Regions from separate parts of the Sus scrofa genome. Here regions 1 and 2 are each linked to region 3. Evidence: chromatin contacts called from public Hi-C data. All regions are on one chromosome and are shown on one strand. The core of a region is the stretch at or near the end of the contact, and the rest is flanking DNA. Distances in the headings are between cores, read along the strand shown. Region 1 overlaps LOC110261575 (a long non-coding RNA gene). Region 2 holds the start of SNX6 (sorting nexin 6). Region 3 holds the start of LOC106507712.

Region 1 (3,764 bases), core at 1,113-3,612, 150 kb before region 3:
CACTGCATTTGTTTCCTAACTTTTCATTTTGAAATAATTATAGGTTCACAGGAAATTGAAAAACTAGTACAGAGAGACTACTGTACTCTAGAAACTCTCTAGCATACAACAAAAATTTTTTAAATGTAAAATAAAGTTAAATATTTGGGGGCCACTTTATTCCATTTAATTGTTTTTCTGAAATGCTGATTACTTTAAAACTTAGGATCCAACAGACATAACTGATCATAATCAAAATGGCATCTCAGACACACTTCTAATTAAAGAATCAAGTTGGCATCAAGAAAAGGCATTGCTCTCTCTCTTCCAGACGATAAGCTTTCAGAAAGAGGCCACTCAATAGGAAAGTTACAGGTCTAAGGGATTGTATTTACAGTGTCTCAAAAAATCGGAGTCCTCTGTGAAACTATTAGCTGCCTGGTTTTCTGGAAAGCAACCAGTAGAGGGCACTCTAGGCTTCAAAGACTGCAGAAAATGCTCCAGGATCCCTCCAGAAGCCTTAATCTTTATCTTCTGAAAGATGCTTTCATCTTATTGCTTGCCTACTGGATGACTGCAGAGTAGTTTGTTGTTGTTGCTGATTGGTTTTTTAGTGATGAAAATAAAAAATTATGAATTCCCAAATAGCCATGTTAATATTATACAAATATATATATTTTTTTAAATCCAACGTTCTTACATCAGTGTTCCCCAGTTATTCAAAGTGATCTTTGACTCTGTCACTTAATGACACAGGGTTCTGGGAGATAATGATTGTCAGGATTTCATAACTCTGAACACTCTTGCCTGAATCCACACACATTGCCTGAACTTAAATATGATGCAGATCTTTTCTACACTAGCCTTTAATTAAAGGCTAATTAACCTATAACCTATAAAGCACTAACATTGCTCTGAGCAGTTTGGCAGTTTGGCAGGAGAGCAAAGCACGCCCTTTTTTCACCTTTTATAAACAGTGTACAAAATAGGATTATAATTTCCCCATGAACATGCCCAGAACCTCATCAGAAATAAACCAGTGCGTGCTTTAGATGCATCAAAGTTCCTCTGCAAGTGGGAGGAAAACCAGTGTTTGCCAAAGACCTAGTGTATATCAGGCGCTTGCTAGATGTTTCCCTCTCATGATCCCATTTCAGGCTCCTACTGTCATGTCTACTTTACTGCTGGGAAACAAAATTGCTCAAGGACATCCAGCAAGCTAGTGGCCAGGGGAGAAGCAAACCCAGATGTTTCTGGCCCCATGCGCCCTGTACACAGAGGAGCTGCCCTGGTCTGTGTTCAGTCACTCTGCCACCTTTTCCCCTGGCACTTTCTGGGACTGTACTTCACAGTGAGGTTTGGTTTCCGTGATTCCTCGTTGTCTACACTTTGGAATTTGCCTGTTGATTGAATATACCATCTGTTGTTATGAAACTGCCCCAAACCAGGGTAATTAAGAAAGCGATCAAGCGAGAGAGCGAGCAAGCTTTTTGCTGGAACTAAATAATGGGGGGGGGGGGGGCTGGGCAAGGGCAGTGAAGGGAGACTCTTGTTTTTTACAGTCATTTCTGCAATGTTTGAATATTTTATGATTTGAACATTTTCACGCAGTACTTTAGAAAAAAAAAAAGAAACTTTCCAGGAAAATATGAAAAAACAATGTAGAAAGGGCCACCATGAAGTATATATTCTATTTTCATGATTATATTTATAGTAACTTGAAGATAAAGACCTCTTTTGAGAGAGGGAAAAAGAGGACCAAAGTTTCATTATATGGCTATTCTCCTCTCTTCATCCCTCACACCCCACACACAGAAACACAAACAAAAGCCTCTTATTGTTTCCCCTGACGGAACAACGATGACTAAGTGAATAAATCATCCAGTCACCAAAACTTCATTCCCAGTCATTTGACACCATTTAGGGAATACTATGTTGGAAATGTGCAGCTGTTCGAATCCCCACCAGCACCACCCCTTCAGACGAGAGGATCTGAGGAACAGGAAAGAAGTGGTCAATACTACAGTTTCTAAATGAACTGTGGAGGTTTCATTCAAACGGTTATGCCGCTAATCTGAAGGTGAAAAGGGTGAAAACATGTTTCTCCCTATCCTCTCCTTACTTCTGGCACAGAATTATCTTCATAATAAATTGAGGGAAATAAGCTTAAAATTTTTAGGGTTAAATTTACAAACTACAGCCCGTTAAATTCATTTACGGTCCTGTAAACCATTTTAAAGTAAGGTTTGTACCAGGAAACTGAAGTACTATGTAGGTAAATTTTAGACACCAAAAGGGTTTAATAATCTCCCTGATGATTCAGTATCTGCTGAGAAGAGTTTGCAGCAGAGAAACTCACAATAGGAACAGTGTCACGACACTTCCCCCTTCCCTATTACTCATACAGCTTTGAAACCTCATTAGAACTGGTGCATTGTGAAAGCTCTATTTATTCTAGGTATTCTGGCAAAAATTCCCTTGTTAGGTAGCAAGAGCACCTCAAACCTCTTTTCACCTTCAGCAGTCATTATCCTATTTTCCCTTCTCTCACCACCTGGGGTGATGTACTCAGCAGTGTCTCCTGTGTGGGGCAAGCTTTGTACATATATACATATATATTGTGTTATATGCGGATTGTGGACGTGTGTACATACATGTGTGTTCGTATGTTTTCTCTTAAGAAAGCAGATTTGCCTTCTCCCTGCCTTTCTGGTTTTCTGTCTTAGTAATTCTTTAAAGTCATTGAGCTACTGACTTATAGGCTTGTTTTTTGCAAATTTTTCAAGGTAATCATACGTTAATAAGCTGAGTGGATTTGCTGCAGTCATTGTGACTATGTTTACCTATTTGATATTTTAACTTCATTTTCTTTTTTTTTTTTTTTGTCTTTTTTTAGGGCTGTACTTGTGGCATATGGAGGTTTCCAGGCTAGAGGTTGAATCCGTGCCGTAGCTGCCAGCCTACGCCACAGCAACGCCAGATCTGAGCCACACCTGTAACCTACATCACAGCTCATGGCAATGCCAGATCCTTAACCCACTGAGCAAGGCCAGGGATCAAACCTGAGTCAGGCTCATTACTAGTCGGGTTCATTACCGCTGAGCCACAATGGGAACTCCTTCATGGCAAATATGCTTTTCACAGAGTTTAATTCATCAAGTTAGGTGGGCATTTTTTTTTTTGGTCTTCTTAGGGCTTCACCTGAGGCTTATGGAAGCTCCCAGGCTACAGGTTGAATCGGAGCTATAGCCACTGGCCACAGGCACAGTCTTACCAGATCCAAGCTGCGTCTACAACCTACACCACAGTTCACGGCAACTCCGGATCCTTAACCCACTGAGAAAGGTTGGGGATTGAACCTACGTCCTCATGGATACTAGTCAGATTCGTTTCAGAAGGATGGCCTCTTATTTTTAATAGTATGAGAATTTATTATTTTATGTAACAAGAAGTCCAGAGGTGGGGCGGTTTTGGAGTTGGTTAATTCAGTGGCTCAATGTTGTCAAGGACACAGATTCTTTCCACTTGTTCCCTGGCCATCTCCGCTGAATTGGCTTTTGTCCTCCTGCTTGTCCCTTCACGGTCACCTCAGCAACTTCTCTTCCTGATGATTATTTGGGATCCTTTCTCCAGTTTCCTTTCCTAAAGAGTCTTGCCTCAGGAGACCTGAGGTCTGGGGTTCTGCACCTCTAGCCTGCCCTCTACCCCTCCCCTCCAGAAGGCTAACTGATCTGACTCCAGCCGGCATAGCTCTGGGTCCCAGGACCCCTCTCCTGGCCTGGTCT
Region 2 (3,931 bases), core at 223-2,722, 190 kb before region 3:
AGCATCCATGAGGACATAGGTTCAATCCCTGGCATCATTCAGTGGGTTAAGGATCCAGTGTTGCCAGTTGCCATGAGCTGTGGTATAGGTTGCAGACGCGGCTCGGATCCCGAGTTACTATGGCTGTGGTGTAGGTTGGTGGCTGTGGCTTGTATCTGACTCCTAGCCTGGGAACCTCCATATACTGCAGCTGCGGCCCTAAAAGACAAAAAGATAAAAAATTAAAAATAAATAAAATTAATTACAACCTAAAATTTTTAGAAGTAATCAGAAATCCTATGCGATGCTTTCATACCAACAAGAAATAGTAACATTCTATAAGAGTATTTTCTCACCTGCCAAAAATCAACTAATGGAAGTGTCTGAAACATTAAGATCAACAAGCAAAAGGCAAAACAGAAAACTAAAGTGCAGGCTGTTTAAATGTGACGGAACCACGGAACCCTGCTGAGCGGCAATCATCATATATCAGTATTTTTCAAGTGCTCACTTGTGCAAGGCACTATACAGATTACCACCCTTCGGTCAAGATAAATTGGGGGAAGAGAGTGGGGGAGGAGGAATCAGAGCCCAGAAAGTCCTTTCTGAAGTGAAATGCAATTTGCCTCAAACCACCACTAAGGGAGCTCTGCAAAAGATGTATTTTTTGACCATTAAGAAAAGTAAAGGTACTGTGGGCTACCAGCACTTTGCAAAATCTAGTAGCATACTGGAGAAAAGTTAAGATTCAGCGACTGTAAAATCCCTTGCACAAGGGAACGAGCCTATACTACAACGTTTTAGAGAGAGAGAGAGAGAGAGAGAGAAGGGTGGGCGGGGGCGAGTTCGAGAGGTCTACGAGGGGAAATGAAGGGGTACCGGCAGGAAGGTCTGACAATGGGTTCTTATAGCCCCCAACCTGGCAGGAGAGGTGGAAGGGTGCAGCTCCAGCTTCTGTCTCCACTTCCCCACCTGCACACCGACCGCGGCGGGGGAGGAGGTCCACCCGCAGGTCCAAGCCGAAGCTGGGCACTAGACAGGCCGCGGGTCCCGGGGAAATCAGAACCGAACTGCCCAGAGGGAGGAAAGGCTGCAGGAGGGCGGGGCGCGGGAAGGCAAGGAAACCGAAAGGAGCCCAGCGGGGAGGGGGTGCCTAGCGGCCTGGCCCCCTACCCTCCGCAGTACCACACCCCAGAGCCAAGGCGCGGGAGGGAGGTTCCCGCGAGCGAGGAGGCAGAACTTACTCCGCGGTCCTCGTCGGAGAGGAAGTCGGGGCCGTCGTCCAGGCCTTCCTGCGGGGGCAGCAGGGCCCGGCGTGCCAGGGAAGAGTATGGAGTAGGGGAGATACAAAGGGAGACATTAGTGCCAGGCCAGCGCGGCCCCCGAGCCCTCCCCGAGCCCGCCACCCCCACCGCGCGCCCGGAGCTCGGCGCCGCCGAACACCCACCATCATGGCTGCTCCGAAGCGACAGCCAGCGCAGGCGCGCACGGCACCGCGGGCCGGAGGGAGCCGGCGGCAGCGAGTGGGGGGAGGGGCGGGGCCTCGGATCAGCCCCGCCCCGCCCCGCCCGCCCCGACCCAGAGATGCCAGGGTCCGAGAGTGCGGAAGAAGGAAGACCCCGCCCTCCGCCCAAGGTCCGAGCCCCTAAGATGGAGAGGGCCCGAAGACCCAGACTCTCGTGGGTGAGGACAGCCCATCGCGGCGGCTATGACCCTGGAAGGGCCAAAGGCCACCCAGGGAGCTGTCCAGTTCCCTTTCCCTGAGGGCTGCAGCAAGAAAGCCAACAAGCGCCTTCTGGAAGCCACAATACATCATCTAGTCTTTGTATGGTGCCACAGGATAATTAATCACAATTAATATTTTGCCTGTAGAAGTTGTGGGAACCAAGGCCCTTCACACAGTCATCAGTTAGGGGTTGTATTCAAGCTTTTACTGTTGGCGTGGTAATAACTATCTCAGGGTTTGGGGCGCTAATGGCTGAGCACTATAAAAATGAGCCGTTCTCATTACAAGAGTATGCTTTCCTTTATGCCAAGAAATGTGCCCAGACTCCTCTTACTGTCGTGCTTTACAGCACCACACAGGTGTCCACAGCCCTTAAGACAAGACAAAATCAGTTCTTATCCCCTGCGTACTTCTGGTACACTTTCGAGCTTGCGCGCGTGGGCACACACACGCACACGCAAGCAATCCTGTACCTCCATTCAGTTAATGGCATTAGCATCTTCAGGCCAGAAACCTCAAAAGTCCCATTCAAGTTCTTCCTTCCTCTCCTTCACTGATCACACCATTAGTAACCAAATCCTATTATGACTATGACTGATGATCTGCTGTTATCTCTTAAATTGGTCTGTTCCTCCTCCTAATCCTTTTCCACAACAATTAACCTCAGCATCTGTCTGTCCCCGCCCCCCCCCTTTTTTTTGGTCTTTTGGCCTTTTCCAGGGCCGCTCCCAGGGCATATGGAGGTTCCCAGGCTAGGGGTCTAATCAGAGCTGTAGATGCCGCCCTACGCCAGAGCCACAGTAACGCGGGATCCTAGCTGAGTCTGCAACCTACACCACAGCTCATGGCATTTCCAGATCCTTAACCCACTGAGCAAGTGCAGGGACCGAACCCGCAACCTCATGGTTCCTAGTCGGATTCGTTAACCACTGTGCCACGACGGGAACACCGGTTTGGCCCTTTTTAAAAAAAAGTTTTTAAAAACTAAAGTATCTTTAATGTACGATATTGCATTAGTTTCAGGTGTACAGCAAAGTGATTCAGTTATGTACACACACATTCTTTTTCAGATTATTTTCCATTATAGGTTATTACAAGATATTGAGTATATTTCCCTGTGTCATACAGTAGGTCTTTGTTCTTTTATATACAGTAGTGTGTATATGTTAATCCCTAACTCCTAATTTATCTCTCTCCCCCCTTGTCTGGCCCTTTACAATACTCTTGTAATTTTATTTCCAACTCCCTCTTACCATTCTGTAAACTGCTGCCAGTTTTCCTCCTAAGACACAGATATGGATGATTATGCTACTACCCTGTTCAATAATCTTCACAAGTTTCCATTATGTGAAGGTCCAACTCTTCAGCCTACAATTCTAGGCCTTCCACATTTGATTCCCTCCCTATTTTGCCAGGACCTCTGTCCTATCTTATTGAATTGAAGCTCTCAAAACAATAATGGTAAACTTCCAGACATTTTCATGAGAGCTTGTCGTTTTCATTTTGTATGTAAGGAGAACTTAAAAGAGGTTAAGTTATTGCCCCAATCAGTGTTATTCTCCAACATAGGGGTGAGGTGGGAGGGTAGACTTTATTTTTGTCTTTCGTTTCTTGTTTCCCAATGCACTGTAGTAACTACTAGAGTTACATTTTTCACTAGGAGTCATGAGGTATCATGTGATGTCAGTGCAGTGTGATGGAATGTTTCAGTAACTTGTTGTTGATAAAAGGTGTCATGATTTCCTAATCACTTATTTTTTGGCTTGAAGGTAATGCCTATAAGGTTCCGGGAGAGAGAAGAGTGGAGCTACAATCAATGACTGGGATTTGTTCACAATCAGCAGCAGGGTCAAGTGTGGACATAGGTCAAGAAGTGCCACATAGGATGACTTAGAAGCTTCTGATTATTAACCAAGGGTTTTAAAATTTAATATTTAAGCCAAGTCCAGCAACATTGTACAGAAACACTGAAATCCTCAAATGCCAAAACTTTAAAATCACTAGTTCCGAAAAAAAAAAAAAAGACAAGATTTAAGATATGAGTAATCAGAGTTCCCCTGGTGGCTCAGAGGTTAATGAACAAGACCAGCATCCATGAAGATGCAAGTTCGATCCCTGGCCTCGTTCAGTGGGTTAAGGATCTGGCATTGCCGTGAGCTGTGGTGATGGGGCTCGGATCCATGTTGCTGTGGCTGTGGTGTAGGCCAGCAGCTATAGCTCTGATTC
Region 3 (3,824 bases), core at 1,268-3,767:
CTACTTAAAAGTACTGTCTGCTGGAAAAACTTCTCTAGATATCACATGTTTTACCTGTAGCTTCTTCTGTGGAGCTGAAGAAAAAGAAGGCTTACTTAAAATAGAAGCCCCAAAGAACTCTTTTCTATCTTCACTACTCATTTCTCCGACAGATGCGGCGTTTGCCTGAAGCCCTCCCTCCGTGAATCCCCCACTCAGAAAAGGTGCCTCCTACACACAGTTTACTTGGTTGCTGTTAACTCTCGGTTTCTAAGCCACAAAGGGATTCCTTCTGAGTAGAGAGGATAAAGCACAAGAAAGAGGGAGGATCAGGCTGTTTCAGCGATGGATCAATTCAGGTTCTCACTTGGAGATCCTGTTTAAACACAGCTCTAAAACACCCCGTCGTTAAGTGACACGGGACAAGAGGATCTCTTGGGAAAAACCAGGCGAGGACCTAAAAATTTAGGGGTTGAAACTACACACGCAGTAGCTCCTCCGGATTCATATCAAAACAATAGCGAGTGGCACATGTCAGGCGGCCCACATGCGCAGGGGGATAAAGAAGAAGCTGACTGGGGTTGGAGTTGAACTTGTCTTAACCCCCTCCCCCAACCCCCTCCGGCGCTCTCCAGGCTTCGCAAAAGTGAAAACGAGGGGGCGCCCGGGGCCCTGCTCTCCCGCACCTCCTCTTCCCCCGCCCAGCCCCGACTTCTTCCTCACCCGGTCTCCCGGGGCGGAGACGCTGAGTTCCCCGGGGCCGGGAGTTAGTCACCAAGAAGAGGCGGTGACAGAGCGCACGGCTCGCTTAGCACACTCCGAGGCCTAGCCTCATCGGACACCGGAGGCAGCCGGCGGAGGCTCTCCCGGGCCCCCTGGCCCCCGGCCCGCTGGGGAGCCCCCTCCTTCCCCGAGTCCCAACTCCGCTCCGCCCCCGCCCCTACCCTAGGCAGCTCCAACGTCAGGCTCTACTCCAGACCAAGGAAACAACGCCCAGCCCGGCCGTTTCCTGCCCCCAGGGGCGGGGATTCCCTCCCGGGGCCGGGGGACGGCGGCTCCGCGCCGCTGACCCGAGCGGGGATCCCCTCGGCCGCCAGGCGGGGATCCCGGAACTGGCCCCGGAGCGCGCGTGTGGCCGCGGCGGGGAGGGGCGAGGCGGGGAGTTTCCGCCGCTCGGCTGCCGGGCGGCTGCCGCGACTGGAAGCTGTCCCCGCGGCCGGCCTGGGACCCGAGGCTACTCTGCCCGGGCCGGCTCTACCCACGCGCGCCGCGGCCAGTGGGGCCAGCCGGGGGCCCCGCGCAGTCACTGGTTGGGCTCGGGGGCCAAAGAAACGCGGGCCCGCGACCACCCGTCACTTTCCCGTCGCCCCACCAGAAGCCCAGAGCGAGAATAAGGAAAGAGACAAAAGGACGTGGGGGAGAGAGTCCACACACTCCCTCGCACCCCCCGCGCCCGGCCCTTACTCGTAGTGGCGGAAGATCTCGTTGGTGACTTTACAGTAGAAAACTTCCTCGTCGGGCCGTAGGTCCGCGGGCGGCTTCTGTCTCACAAACGGCTTTCGGTGTAGCAGCGGCATCTCGTGTCCGCCCGCGGGCTCACCCGGACCCTCGGCCGCCCGCGCCGGCCCCGCTTCCCTATCAAAATTGGAGGGAAAGGAAAGCCGGTAAGGTGGGGAGCGCTCGGCGGCGGCGTGGGCCGGTCCGCGCGCCGGGGAAGCTCGACTGCCTTTTGTGTGACTGACGCGCCGCGACTGCCACCGGAGCCGAGGTCGCTCCTGTCGCGGCCGGGGTATCGAAAGAGCGGAGCCGCCCCACCTCCGCACGCCCGGCTGCCGGCTCACAATGGGGCCGGACGCCCGGCCGCGGGCGGGCAGTGCGGGAGCGACGGCGGCCCCCTCCCCCGCGCCCTCTCCCAGCCCGCGGCCGCCGCCGCCGCGGGGCTCACAACGTGCTCGGCGCGCAGCCGGCCGGCCCGACGCCGCGAGGGAGCTCGCTGCGGGCGGACCCCGGAGTCACTCCGCTTTGTTCCCCCGCTCTCCTCCACTTCGCTGCCGGCGTCGGCCGGCTCCCGAGCGACCACACGGAGCCCCTCACCTGCAAGTACGCCGGCTGCCACTTCTCCACCTTCTCAACTACAAAGGCGGCGAGGGGAGGCTCTGTCCCCCCCGGGGGGTCGCTTCCCGCCGGCCCCGCGGCGCTGCTGGCCGCCGCTTCTCCCGCTGCCACGGCCTGGCTCCGCGCGGGGAATCGCGTCCCACCGCCACTTCCCCGCCTCTCCGAGCTCCTGGGAAGTTTCTGATCTACTTTCGGCTCCGAAGGAGGAAGAGCTGTTGGGAGGAGCTTTTCACTTCTCGCTTCTACCTTTTTATTGGCTACTCGATGACTTTTACAGCCTGTCACTGATACAGGAAGAGACGGCGGAGAGCCTGGGAGAGCTACATTATTAATTAATAGAGCAACCCCTTGTGAAGAATCAGAAGCATCCTCCATGTTTGCGATTATCAACCCAAAGATCTGCGAAGAGCGCTGGGGTTTCATAAACACGCGACTAACAAAGTAAAGCCTTCCTCTTCAAGTCTGGCACCAGCGCTTGGTTCCGCGATGGGAAAAGGAGTCCTATTGAGATTTAACTTTTATTTTAAGGAAGGGAAGAGGGAGGAGAAATAAGAAGTGGAAAATATTTTGATATTTTCTAATTCAAAATTAGAGTTCTCATGTCTAAAAAATAATTTGCTTATGTAAAACCTTCACCTTGAAAATACCTTTCTTGACAGCAATGCTCTTTACTACTAAGGACAATTCAAAGACCTAAAAAAGTATGTCGGAAAATGTCATCATGCCTATAGGGCCCCCTCGTATTTAAATTAAAAAGTAGTATTTAGAAGAATACGGCGCTGAAAACATTCTGCAAGGGATCAGTATTTAATTCAATAATTCGGAATTTTAAAGATTGTGGATTTACTAGTGAAATTTTCCCTAAAACGACTTTCCCATATCAATGATTTCCATATGTGAAACTAATTTTAATGATATAATGTGACTTTCGAATTTAAAAGAATTTTCCAAAACTACAAATAACTTTAAATGTTTGCCAGCTTTATATTAAATGGTCTTTTTGGCGACAACCTTTGACATTTGCTTACTTGCATATTAACATGTAAGAATGGGCCTAAAAGACAATTTGAAGAGCAGCCATTCAACAAAGGATGTAACTAATTACTAATATTATGAAATGATCTCAGTCGTAGAAACAATGTGGGATCATCTTTGTTTCTTCAAATTAAGTACATATGTGTACTGGAGCAGAAAATGTAAGGGATCTATTCAAATCTCAAGAGTTGTCATTTTTAAACTTCTTTTAAGATACTTTTACGTGGCTAGAAAAATTTTGTGATTCAAAAATCATTAATAAAATTAATGCATCTTAGTGTATAGTCAAAGAGGCTTGGACATACTTTCAGGGGTTAGTAAGTATATTCCTCTGGATAAACTTCAAAAAATTACCCACTCAAAGATTTGAAGTTTTAAACTGGCCACCCACTAGTACACTGAGTGACACTATAGAATTCCTTACCTAGAAAGTAATTTTCCAGGTGAAAAACTTAGAGCCAACAAAGATAGACTCATAACAGGGACAAGGAGGATGGATAATTTTCAACCAATATTGAAGCATCGCTCTCACAGTTCAAAATCCCAACTTAACTCTCAAGCTAAAAATGGGTGAAATTTTATCTGAATATATAGTATTTATATTCCTTAGGTCTGTTTGTTAAGCCGCTAAAATCTCATTAAAATCATGATCAAAAATAGTAATGTTGATTTTGTTTCTATTAAATACAATTTTT

The links. Hi-C and Micro-C count contacts between places; a contact is called where the count stands out from the background.
Region 1: a contact with region 3 is called in a Hi-C map of fetal skeletal muscle, with 1.8 times the contacts expected there. The contact joins the enhancer-like site here to the promoter of LOC106507712 in region 3. A contact is called at or near these places in 4 of 47 Hi-C or Micro-C datasets (embryonic fibroblasts, fetal skeletal muscle and skeletal muscle) and 1 of 2 datasets of contacts at active chromatin or transcription factors (alveolar macrophages).
Region 2: a contact with region 3 is called in a Hi-C map of liver, with 4 times the contacts expected there. The contact joins the promoter of SNX6 here to the promoter of LOC106507712 in region 3. A contact is called at or near these places in 1 of 47 Hi-C or Micro-C datasets (liver) and 2 of 2 datasets of contacts at active chromatin or transcription factors (alveolar macrophages and skeletal muscle).

Annotation. Positions count from the first base shown.
Region 1 is chr7:65,116,384-65,120,147 of Sscrofa11.1, reverse strand. The region is part of intron 2 of LOC110261575 (a long non-coding RNA gene); the gene reads right to left. Among named protein-coding and RNA genes, the nearest start is that of CFL2, 27 kb to the right of the region's middle. Within about 2 kb of position 2,362, at least 12 of the 83 cell types and tissues checked have an H3K27ac peak or open chromatin away from gene starts, as enhancers often do. A contact at or near this core is called in alveolar macrophages, fetal skeletal muscle and skeletal muscle, where this site is marked.
Region 2 is chr7:65,154,017-65,157,947 of Sscrofa11.1, reverse strand. SNX6 (sorting nexin 6) reads right to left here and starts at 1,472. Exons shown (of 14, transcript NM_001244216.1): 1 at 1,427-1,472; 2 at 1,224-1,271. The coding sequence starts at 1,432.
Region 3 is chr7:64,968,120-64,971,943 of Sscrofa11.1, reverse strand. It overlaps LOC106507712, which reads right to left and starts at 2,517. Exons shown (of 3, transcript XM_021100054.1): 1 at 2,024-2,517; 2 at 1,671-1,968; 3 at 1,576-1,614. The coding sequence starts at 2,517. The coding sequence ends at 1,576. It overlaps BAZ1A (bromodomain adjacent to zinc finger domain 1A), which reads right to left and starts at 2,318. Exons shown (of 27, transcript NM_001244159.1): 1 at 2,074-2,318; 2 at 1,444-1,614. The coding sequence starts at 1,556.